Linked DNA regions of Mus musculus: regions 1, 2 and 4 are each linked to region 3. Evidence: chromatin contacts called from public HiChIP or PLAC-seq data. All regions are on one chromosome and are shown on one strand. Each heading gives the region's core, a stretch centred on a gene start, on an enhancer-like site or on the middle of the called end of the contact. The rest is flanking DNA. Distances are from core to core; before and after follow the strand shown. Region 1 has its middle 26 kb from the start of Gm35542. Region 2 has its middle 48 kb from the start of Gm42034. Region 3 holds the start of Sall1 (spalt like transcription factor 1). Region 4 has its middle 40 kb from the start of Gm42034.

Region 1 (2,700 bases), core at 52-2,551, 200 kb after region 3:
CCAGCTTCTGCTGCTAACTGGTTTGTTGTCCTATGACTTCTGACTTTGCTTATGCGCTCCTCCGCGGGAGACGAGACATCTTAGAGGTTGTCTTAGCATCCTTTTTGCTTATCAGATGCTGACCCAGGAGGACCTGTTGGTGCTCAGCCTGGCATCAAGCTGTAGCCCTCAAGAAACCTCCCAGTTCATTAGAAAGGGACTTTAGACGGTTCCTGTCCATCTTCACATCCCAGGCTCCCAGTTTTGTCTTTAGAGGTGTACCTGTTTTTCTGCAACACCTACATGAACCACTTTTTTAAAAGGCTAATAAATATTCCAAGTCTTACCAGGAAAGAAATTGTTCTAATTGCTCCGAACCCACAGTATTTCTTCTGATACCCAGGAAGAAAGCAGCGGCTGTCACATTACTGTGTCTGTGGCTAATTTGAACACGGATGTGTCACTTGGTGTAATTCTTCTGTTTCATTGAAGGAGTCCTTCCCAGATGTCTGGCATTCAGTAAGAGACAACTTAAATTTGGAGTACCAGCCCCCCCTTTACTTGCTGAAGCTTTGTGGGAGACTTCACAAATCTGTGGCGAGTCCTGTCTCCATTGGTGTTGGGTCTGAATGACCCATTATCAACTAAAAGCTTCTTGATGATGCTTAGGACCTCCACAAAGGTGTGACTTCCTTAGTGCCTCTTAAAGGAAAGAGAAACCATTACAATTAAGACCATGCCAAAACAGCTATTGACCAAAAAGAAAGGGTCACTCTTAACTTAAGAATTTGCACCTGGAACACTAAAATGATTAATGGTGTGTTCCCAAGCTGTTTGCCCAAAGGATGCTTTCTTATTATCCGGGGAAAACATGATCCAAGTCCAACAAAGCTGGAGAAGCCAGCTTTTCTGATAGTGAACTCAAGCTCTGTAAGGCCACAGGAGAGGACAGAGAAAGGGGGAAACACGGCCACCCAATAAATTCTTGTGCTTATATTACTGTGAGCAACAACTTCAGCGCACACATTTCGAAGGCTTTCTCTTCGATTTTGCCCCCGACTTTTTACAAGAATTTAATGCTGCCGTAAAGGTACGAAGTAAGGGACCCTGGCTGGCCTTCTACTCTTGAGATATCCCCACCCCCGTGTTGCCCTCAGACAGCCGTCCCAGCAGACAGCGAGGGAGGCTCACAAAGGGAAGAATTCCACAGCTCCGCTCCGAGCTTGTTCATAATTTGTTCCATTGTTCCTCCACTTTGCTGCACGTAGGAGATATGTAAGACTCCCGCCGGCTCTGAGACCGCTGTGGCTGCTGGGCACAATGGGGGAGAGCAGAGGCTGCTTTGTGGTCCTAGCCTGAAGTCTCCCTGCCTTTGTGACTGCCGCAGGGATGCTTCGGAGGCCTCGGCTTGCCTTTGTGAGCGCAATTAAACCCCGGAAGAGGAAGGTGAACAGGGAGCTGTCCCTGCACCGCTGTTCTTCCGCGGGTGTCACTTAGCTGGGTATTGATGGCACACGGATGTCCCAGTCCTCAGAAGGGCCTGTAGTAGGGGGTCCCTGCAGCAGGAGAACCTCTGAGACCTCCCACACTCAGGCCGACGGGAGCATTCTGCTTTATGTCCAAAGAATGAGTACTCTTGAATCCTAAGCGAAGAGGCTTATAAGGCGGCCGATCGGTCTTTCACTAAGTTACGGTTAAATAGAAGTTGGAAGGTCCCATGTTCGAGGGCAAAGTAGGACTCCTCTGTATCATGATAATGCTTGTGCACTTCAAAGAACAAGAAGGACTCAATATGCCTTCCAAGTAAAGGAAATGATGATGTTTGAGGAGACTTGATCTTCACATTACACAATATATTCTTGTGCCACAAAGCATGTGAACCCTCACAAATATGCACACATTTGACATTGTTATATACCCATAAAATAAATGTAAATAAATAAACATCACAAACAAACATCTTTAAAACCTAGAAGCTGAGCATGGTGTCTCACTCCTGCAATGCCATCCCTGTAGAGGCAGGAGGCAGGAGGCAGGAGGCAGGAGGCAGGAGGCAGGAGGCAGGAGGCAGGAGGCAGGAGGCAGGAGGCAGGAGGCAGGAGGCAGGAGGCAGGAGGCAGGAGGCAGGAGGCAGGAGGCAGGAGGCAGGAGGCAGGAGGCAGGAGGCAGGAGGCAGGAGGCAGGAGGCAGGAGGCAGGAGGCAGGAGGCAGGAGGCAGGAGGCAGGAGGCAGGAGGCAGGAGGCAGGAGGCAGGAGGCAGGAGGCAGAGGGATATATGCTTTAGGATACAAGCTAGTCAGGCACTATTGGGGGTTGGAAAAGGAAGGAAGAGAGGGAAGGAAAAATGGTGTCACATGTAACATCTGAGGCCTGAGTCCACAGTTGCTGTATGTCAGAGTGATAGTAATTCACTTTCTAAGTGACTCACATTTGAAGCCAGAGCTTGAGTTCCCTGGGGAGGGCTCCTCCTGTCCCTACCCCTGTACTTAGCGTGCAGTATGGCACCCAGCACACAGACATTTTGAGGCTCAGTCTCGTTTAGCTGTAAGTGGGAGGAATCGACAGCTGTGTATAGTCTGGGACTACAGGGCTGGCCAAATCATTCTTTTCCTTTTCTTCATCTTTCTGCCTTCTCATTCCTTCACTTTCTATACAGTAAACCAGGCCCTGCATAAAGAAGCCTGGAGCAGCGGTGTGGTGGAGGTCTTCCAAGAATGGAGA
Region 2 (2,700 bases), core at 194-2,693, 250 kb before region 3:
AAAGAGTGGGCAGAAGGGTGTCACACAAGGCCAGGGAGCCTGAGGACCAAGGATCCAACTGAAGCACCCCAAGAGCCAGCCCAGACCCCACTGGCCGGCTTATTTTAAGGAAGGGAGAATAGACAGAGAGTCGTGTGGTTTGCTCAAGCCGCCCAGAAAGTGGTTGAGCTGAACCTGAGTCCCCTCTATAAAATCCACCATCAGTAAGCCTGTACACAAAGCCTTGCCTGTCCTAAGAGGAGGACTATTTGTGACAAAGGGTTGGCTCAAGAAAATAGAGACCTGGCCCTTGTTCTGCAGAAGAGTAGTGGTTTTGGGGTGCGTGTACAAGTGTGAATACAAACATACAGGTCACCTCAACCCCAACCCCTGTCTTCATCCTGACCCATTTTTACTGAGGTCAGCTAAGGGGTGGCTAAAACATTCTGGGTGAGGGGGGTTGGATGCATTAGATGCATCAGGCGTATAAGCAAAGGCTCTTTAATAATTTTTTTCTTAAAAAAAAAGCTATATGTAGCTCCTGCTGTAACCCAGAGTATTCCCCAGAGTCCACAGGCTCACTTTAGCCCAATAGCTCCTAACCATCCCCTCCCCCCCAGTAATGTGTGCTTGCTGCCAGGACTTGCCAATTTATCACTTTGAGTAGTGGCTTGCTGGGATCAATGGGGACTTAGCCTGGCTCCCACCCTCCACATACATCTCTATGGAAGGTTCATGTTCTAACTCTGAAGTTGCCAGATGCATCTCCCACAGTGCTAAGACCTTTCTTTGCCCACAGTCCCATAAGTCTACCCAGGGACCAGCCTGTTACCATGGTCACAGGCCCAGGAAGCTCTCATCTCATCCCTGTCCCTTCTCTGATGCTCTGTTGTAGCCGGCAATACCCATCCCCGACTTCTTTCTTCCCTTCCAGAGCATTTCACTCTATAACTCAAGTTGATCTCCAGCTCATGAAGATCCTCCTGCCTCAGCCTTCTGGGATTACAGGTATGTGTGACTAGGCCAGCTTAGTCTGTGGCTTTCCTGTCATGTGGCTCCTGGAGTCCCAGGGGCCAGCTATTTTGGAGGGGCCCTGGGTCTACTCTGCCTTCACCGTTTGCAAGTAGAAATGGTTTTAGCTGCTGGCTAAATAATAAGCTACCCGTATATTGCCTGTCTTCATTGTGTTGTTGTAAAAGGAAAACTAATCAGGGTATGGTGGTATAGGCCTGTCGTCATACCAGTCCTTAGGAAGCAGAGGCAGGATGATCAGGAGTTCAAAGCCATCTTTGGCTACACTAGTCAGCTGGAGAATAGCCTGGGCTATGTACAACCCTGTCTCAAAACAAAACAGCAAAGCAAACAGAGGAGGAGGGACAGCAGAAGCAGAACCTAAATACACCCACGGCAAGTGTCAACAGCTGAGATTCAGGCAGCCTGGCAGCCTGCAGACACTTGGCTCCCTCCCCTATACCTTGAAAGTCTGAACAATGAGGCCTTTTGTGGGTTGGTCTCTTCTGCTGGGCCCTCTGAGTCACTGCATATTTTTGTGTGTGCAGCAACAAACGGTGTGACTCATTCTCCCACTGGGGGCATTTGGGGACTTGTTCTGTTTTACTTACAATTGCAGGAGGAGAAAAAAAAATCAGATATTACAGAGGTGAGAAAAAAATATAGCAAAGTCAAATAGTCCACCTCTGCGTGTTCCAGGCTGGCAGGACGAGTGCAGGTCCGAGGTTACTGGTCAGGGTTCCTGGGGGTGGGGCTTGGGGGTTCAAGGTGGTTAAAGTTTGACAAGTTTCTGCTAAGGTCAAATAAGGGAGAGGTTAAACTTCTAAGAAACCCCATGTCAAAGGCTTCTTACCCAAATCGGAGAGTCCTCTAGGCCCCAGGAAGAGGTGACATGGTCCCGTGTTGTGTGTCTCCGACCTCCTACACCTCATCAAGCTAGAGTTCCATGTTCAGAAAAGAGGTGTGTGTAGACTTTTTCTTTACTCATGTGGATGATGGCTTCCAGCCTGCTTTCCTTCCAGAGTCGGGTTGCCAGGAGTTTGAGGCTAAATGGGGCTGATAATAATGGAGAAAGTGAGCCACAGCTGAAAGGCTCTAGAGAGGCGCCTACGTGTTATAAGGCCGGCCCCTAGACAGATGGCCATCCCCTTCCTCCATCCGCCTGTCCCTATGGCTCTGCAGTCTCCATGCCCCATGCTTTGGCCAAGTCCCGTCCACACCGTGATCCCAGGGCTCTGCAGCGATGCCCTGGATCTAGGCCTTTAGCAGAGACCATTTCAGCCTAAATTCTGTGCCTCTCGGACCAGGTCCTCTGGAGGCTCTGGGCCTTGGAGGCCAGGATCCCAGCTCCAAGCTTGCAGGGCAGTAGAGGTGCGGGCGTGGCCAGGTACTGGGGCTTCAAGAACTAGCATTCGGAGCACGTGTCTCCTCTCGGAGCTGCGGGGCCTGTCTCTTTCTATTAGTTTAACAAGCCCTGGTATTAATGAGATTGCTCTATAATTGAACCTTTTCACGGGTCCCTCGGTAATGAAATTATGCTAATTTGCATTCAGCACCACTAGGCATCCATCACGCGGGATCAGCCGGGAGCGGCCGGTGAAGCGGCGTGAATGCACCGCTAATTATCACCGAAATGAACAAACCCGGCAGGATTATGATTTCATCTTTTGCCCTTCTCACCACTGGCTCCACCCTGTCTACATTCGTCTT
Region 3 (2,700 bases), core at 2-2,501:
ACTTTGACGGGTTATGGGTGCAAGTGTGGAAAGAAACGACAGGAGAACAAACTTGGGAAGCCGGACCAAGCGACACTTCCCTGTCCCTAAGTCAGTCTCCAGAGCGACCGGCAGCACTCGGCCGCGACCCCAGGATGTCGCTCCTCCACCCCAACCCCCAGTTCTCACGGCTCGGAACCCCCAAAGGTACCATGTTTCGCCCGCTAGCCAAGTGGGAACGAGAGTTTGGGGGGGGGGTGGGTACGGAGAGCTCCCCACGCGCTCGGCGTTCAGCCACCCGGACGAAGTAAACTTCTTTAACGTTGGCCGCAGGGCTGGGCGGTGAGGCCCAGGCGACAGAGGCCCAGCCCGGGGACCCGGGTGGCGCGCGGGGAGCGGGAGAGAGCTCGCGTGGGCAGCTCCAGATGGCCTCTGCCCGAGAGATCGCCCCTCGGGGCGGCAGGGTCGTGGCCGCGGCTTCTCCGACCCTCTGGGCGGAGGAGCGAGCCGGCCAGTCGACCCTACTCCGCCCAGTCGAGGACACGGAACTCCGGAAAGCTCCAGCCGGGATAGGCTGGCTCTCCCGGGACAGGGGAAGCCTGGCCCGGCAAATTGAAATCGAGGAAGCATGAAATAAAATCAGACGCGCCGAGTGCAGAAGGCGAAAGCGGCGGTGGGCGCGGGGCCCGCCGCGTGTGCGTGGGTCCGAGTGTGCGTGTGAGTGCGTGTCTGTGTGTCCGCGGCGCCGGCCGGAGCACTCACCATCTCGCCGGGGGAGCGAGGCCACTTCGGGGTCGGATTGGAAATGTTGAGGCTTCGCTTGCTTCCTCCGCGACATGCTGGCTCAAACATCAGCTGGGGCAGAATAAAAAATTACTAAAAAAAAATCTTCTCAAAATTACGGAAATCGAGCGGCGGCGGCGGCGGCTCCCCCCGCCCGCCGGCCCGCCCGCCCCCTCCCCGGCTCCCCGGCCCCGGGCACAGCGCGCATGTGTCCTGCTATAATTATGATTATCAATAATGCATTGCGATTAATCATAGAGGGGCTCTTTGAAAGGCGATTGGCACCGGGCCAGCGCTATTCAAACCCGCTCGCCTTAATCAATTAGTTCGTGATTTGCTGCAGACCCCTGTCTCTCCGCGCGCTGGCCCAATAAGCCGGCCGCGGGGCTGGCTCTGCGCGCCGCGCCGCCCGACTCTTGGTTAACCCTCTTGGCGACCGCCGGGGACTCCGCGGCCCGGCCGCCGGGGGCCTGCCTCCTCGCCACTGCGCGCCCAGCGCCCCGGCCGGCGCCCCCCGCTCGTTCCCCTCCCCCCTCCCCCGCCCTCCATCCCGGGCTGGGCCGACCCGAATTAGCATGCTCGCCCGGGAGCCTAGCGGAGCAGGGCCGCGTGGGGGTGGGGCTGGCGGCGGGGGCTGGGGACCCAGGCTGCGGGCGAGCGGCGAACTTCCTAACTCCCGCGCTGCGTACTGGCCCGCGAGGGGGAGGGAGTCCCGTGGCGGGACGGGGTAGGAGAGGGCGCCCCATTTCGTGAGTGTTCCTTCATTTTCTTTAAGAGCTACCAGAAAGCAGCCCACCCCCACTCTCATAAAAAAAAAAAAGCGAGTGGGGAAGAGCCAGCCCCACGCCAGTCCGCCTCCCGCTCGCTGCCGGGCCTCCCTCCCGCCTGCCCGCCGCCTGGCTCGGAGATCCTTCGCCCAGAGTTCTCCACTCTCAGGATCCCGGGCTCGCGGGGGTGCGGAGAAGAGGACCCAGGAAAGGTTTGGGGACGTGATGGGTTTGGGGCTTGGGGGGAGGGGCAGTTTTCTCGCCACCCCATCCTCTCCCTGCCTGGGAGCGGCGACCCTCCAGCCTCTTGCTGGCTCCTTAGCTCCCTTTCTCTACCTTGGACATTCCCGGGACAATTAGGGCTGAAGTTTTCGGGAGAAGCGCCCCGAGCCCGTGGGATAAGGGGGCGGCTCGGCTCCGCCCAGGACCCCCTCCCGAACCTCCCCCCGGCCGCCCCGGTTGGCTGCAGGGCGCGTCACTCCGCGGGGAGGCGGCGGCCACCGTGGCGCCGCCAAGCTCCGGGCGGGTGGAGAGCAAGGACCTGCCTGAGCTCCGAGTTCAGCTTCTGCGGGAGGGAGGGGAGGGGCGCAGCTAATTCTGTGCTAAGCAGCGCTCCCCTGGCCTGGGTGGTGCTGCTGGAGCCAGACCCTAGGCACCGCCTCTACCCTGGACCCTAGTGCTCCGTGTCCTAGGGGTGGAGGCCGCCACCTCGTCGCAGACGAGGTGGCTACCCGGAGTGAGTGAGCATGGAGGGGGGGTCCTGTTCGTTGCCCTGCTAGCTACGCCGTGACTCGCCTTCACTTTTCCGACACTTGCTACGTGCGGCGCCCAAACTTTTCTCTCCATCTCTCTCTGTTTCTCTCCCAGAGCTGGGAGCCAGCCTCTCTTACCCGCTCACGGGACCCAGGGATCCGGGCCCTGTACTCCCTCTTCCGGGTTTGGGCGCCTGCGAACCTGAGGCTTGGTCCTCGGCTTAGTTTAGACCTCCTCCTGCCTCGGGGTTTCCGCTCGCCGAGGTTCCCGAAGTCCTGCACCCGAAGGACTAAACTAACTAAACTTCGGCTGAGTAATGGGGGTGGAGGCGGGGGAGGGGTGCAGATACACAATCCTTGCCCTATCTCGCGATCAGGAGAGGAGAGGGCTCATAAGGACGCCCCAATTCTGGAGCGCC
Region 4 (2,700 bases), core at 103-2,602, 160 kb before region 3:
CCCAGTGCGTTTGAAACCGAGGTCTAGCGATTCCTCTGGCTTCCTATGCAAAGCTCCCCAGTGATAAGGAGTGCCCAGGAGGCTGGCATGCTCATGCTGCTTTCTACACTGATGGGCATGCGGACGTCAGCCGGCACTCATGTGCCACGGTTCCTCACACAGAGCTCTGAAGGTGGGAACTTGTGAAGCTTCTATCCATTTCACCACTGAGATCCACTACCTGGTATCACTGGAAGGCTTTATAAATATACCTCAGCAGGGTTACAGTCCTTTCTTTGTGCCCCAAGATAGTAGATCCATTTTTTTTCTGAATTAATACATTACTAAGCATTTCCTTACCACAGGACTCTGTTTTATAAACCAGGGGCAGTTAAACAACTTTTTCTTGGGTCCCTTGGTGACAGAACCTGAGCATCGGAAAATCATTCTTTCTTTTGTGTTTTCCACATGCTCTTCCCTTTCTGCACTGTGCATTCCCATGATGGAGACTGCTGATAATCACAATCTCTTTTTTTCCACCACAAGTAAACTGTTATGTCTTAGTAGGGTGCAGAATGAAGCCCATATTGCGCAGACTCCCTTGCAGCTAAGTGTGACCAACTAAATGTAGCACATGCAGCAGAGGCATACAAGTACTCAACAGAATGTTTTATAAAGGCTTGAAATAATATCACATAAAATATGCACGAAGTTGAAATATCACATAAAATATGCACGAAGTTGAAATATCACATAAAATGTGCACGAAGTTGAAATATCACATAAAATGTGCACGAAGGACTCTAGCAGCTTTATTCATAATCGGCGAAAGCTGGAAGCCGCCAAGAAAGAGAAGGCTAGTGTGTTTCTCTAGTCTTCTCTCCAGAGCCCAGAGCCCCAACCCACTCATGAGAAAAGCATTAGACATATTACAGTTGAAGGACATTCTGCAAAGCACCTGCCCAGTACTCCTGCCAAGCATCTGGTAAGATCCTGGGACAGAAGAATGATGTTGGGCAGAAACTAAAAAAATCTAACAAAGCATGGACTTTAGTCAACAGTATTATAATATAACCTAAGATATTAATATTTGGGGAAACTGGGTTATGGATTCTATGACAACACTTGGTGCTATTATTACATTTTTTTCTGTGCATCTAAAACTATTTTAAAATAAAAGGTTTGTTTTTTTTTTTCCTTTTTAAAAGGAAGATGAGAATTGGCTTGTGTCCCTGTCCCCATCTTTCTTGGCTCCCTCTTTGTCATTTCTTGGACTGTTGATCCATTGGCTGCCATGTTGGAAAGTGGTGACAGAGCTGCCCCCATGACCCTAAGGATGGGGAGCCGTGAGCTGGGAGGAAACTGGGTCCCCAAGGACTTCATGCTGCTGAGCAGCCACACCAGGCCTGGCTGGCCAACTTCCCGGCTTTCATGTGGAAGAGAGATAAAGGCTGATCGTGTTGAAATCTTGTTATTTTAGGCCGCTGTTTCTCACAGCCAAAGCTAGCCACTGCAGTTACCGTTCTTTGCTCCTCCCCCACACCCCGCCAGACACTGGATCCTTTAGGGAAGATGTCAGATCTTTATGGGGATGGGGCTCACGGCCTCTGGCTTCCTCTACCTGAGCAACCAGCGGGGTTCGTCTGCGTGAAGCACTAGGATCGGGATTATTGCCACCCAGTTTCTGGTGACTTCACCGCCTATAGGAACTTCTCCTTCACAGACAATCTGAGAACTAATGTGGTCACAGTCAGGGAAACTGAGGCCCCAGGGGATCAAGTCCTGATTGTTCCCACAGGGGCAGGCGTCCTTACCTCTGGACATTGTTATTTTCTCACTGTCCAGCAGTCTCTGGATTGACTCAGACAGTACTAGGGAGCCTCAGAGTCAATGAAATGTCGGTGCAGGTGTGGTCACGTGGTCAGATGTTCACTTTCACGCTAAGGCAGACCTGCATCTGTCCCTGTCATAGCCTGGAATTCTTTAATTTTTTTATTTTTTATTTAACATACTAGGTACATGGCTACTGAGCTGTACTCTGATCCTATCAGAGTTCTTTTTTTTTTTTTTTTAAGGAAGGTTTGATGAAAGCAGTAGCAACATGTTAGTGGCTGTGCATTTAGCTCACTGTACTGGTAGATAATATAGGTGTTAAAAGTATTCGCTGAATATCTATCTGTCTTGCCAGCAGCCCTGGGCTAGGCTCTCTGCATTTTCCTTCAACGCTCATCATGATAGGTGTGTGTGTGTGTGTGGGGGGGTGTCACCTCATGTCTCACATGATGCAAGTTCAGGGAAGTGAAGTACAATACCAGAGGCAACACCTAGGGTTGCCTATTCTAACCACTTGGCCACACTGCTCCCTCTATGTTGAGCAGGTAGAAGACCAGAAATCCTACAAGGAGGTGGCAAGCATTGTGTTTCTATGCAGGTACCATTCACCTTCAGTGTTTTCCAGAGACCTCCTATAACCAAAGAAGCAAGTATCCATCCAATGGTTTCTAAGGCAACTCCAGCAATTAGAGACGAAAGGCCCAAGGCCCCAGCTCACAGGGACACTTGGAGCCTTCCTGAACCAGACAACGTCCTCTCAGGACATTGCCGTCTGTCTTGCAGCCGAGGCCCATCAGAGACCGTGGTCCTGCTGTTACAGCTTCATCAACAGCGTGGACACAGCAGGACGGAGGGCTGTCCATTACCAGGACATGTGTCTCTCTGTCT

Evidence for each region. HiChIP or PLAC-seq counts read pairs in DNA pulled down with a chosen protein or histone mark.
Region 1: an H3K4me3 HiChIP or PLAC-seq map of embryonic forebrain shows a contact between it and region 3, with 2.8 times the contacts expected there. The contact joins the enhancer-like site here to the promoter of Sall1 in region 3. A contact is called at or near these places in 8 of 39 promoter capture datasets (cranial neural crest, embryonic stem cells, epiblast stem cells and 3 more), 1 of 15 datasets of contacts at CTCF or cohesin (stem cell-derived epiblast-like cells), 4 of 484 Hi-C or Micro-C datasets (the G1E-ER4 cell line, brain, liver and 1 more) and 18 of 115 datasets of contacts at active chromatin or transcription factors (embryonic forebrain, embryonic limb bud, embryonic midbrain and 9 more).
Region 2: a contact with region 3 is called in an H3K27ac HiChIP or PLAC-seq map of neural progenitor cells, with 3 times the contacts expected there. The contact joins the enhancer-like site here to the promoter of Sall1 in region 3. A contact is called at or near these places in 3 of 39 promoter capture datasets (cranial neural crest, hippocampal neurons and liver), 7 of 484 Hi-C or Micro-C datasets (the N1E-115 cell line, cerebral cortex, cortical neurons and 3 more) and 11 of 115 datasets of contacts at active chromatin or transcription factors (VIP interneurons, cardiomyocytes, embryonic basal ganglia and 8 more).
Region 4: a contact with region 3 is called in an H3K27ac HiChIP or PLAC-seq map of heart atrium, with 7 times the contacts expected there. The contact joins the enhancer-like site here to the promoter of Sall1 in region 3. A contact is called at or near these places in 2 of 39 promoter capture datasets (both in liver), 3 of 484 Hi-C or Micro-C datasets (cortical neurons and liver), 4 of 115 datasets of contacts at active chromatin or transcription factors (embryonic stem cells, heart atrium and neural tube) and 1 of 9 other capture datasets (adipose tissue).

What each region holds. Positions count from the first base shown.
Region 1 is chr8:89,244,055-89,246,754 of GRCm38.p6, forward strand. No RefSeq gene overlaps it. Among named protein-coding and RNA genes, the nearest start is that of Gm35542, 26 kb to the left of the region's middle. Within about 2 kb of position 1,302, at least 34 of the 459 cell types and tissues checked have an H3K27ac peak or open chromatin away from gene starts, as enhancers often do. A contact at or near this core is called in embryonic forebrain, forebrain, nephron progenitors and 1 more, where this site is marked.
Region 2 is chr8:88,791,393-88,794,092 of GRCm38.p6, forward strand. No RefSeq gene overlaps it. Among named protein-coding and RNA genes, the nearest start is that of Gm42034, 48 kb to the right of the region's middle. Within about 2 kb of position 1,444, at least 93 of the 459 cell types and tissues checked have an H3K27ac peak or open chromatin away from gene starts, as enhancers often do. A contact at or near this core is called in the N1E-115 cell line, VIP interneurons, embryonic basal ganglia and 3 more, where this site is marked.
Region 3 is chr8:89,041,611-89,044,310 of GRCm38.p6, forward strand. It overlaps Sall1 (spalt like transcription factor 1), which reads right to left and starts at 1,252. Exons shown (of 3, transcript NM_001371070.1): 1 at 742-1,252. The coding sequence starts at 817. It overlaps Gm3134 (predicted gene 3134), which reads left to right. Exons shown (of 3, transcript NR_166639.1): 1 at 1-186.
Region 4 is chr8:88,878,654-88,881,353 of GRCm38.p6, forward strand. No RefSeq gene overlaps it. Among named protein-coding and RNA genes, the nearest start is that of Gm42034, 40 kb to the left of the region's middle. Within about 2 kb of position 1,353, at least 5 of the 459 cell types and tissues checked have an H3K27ac peak or open chromatin away from gene starts, as enhancers often do. A contact at or near this core is called in heart atrium, where this site is marked.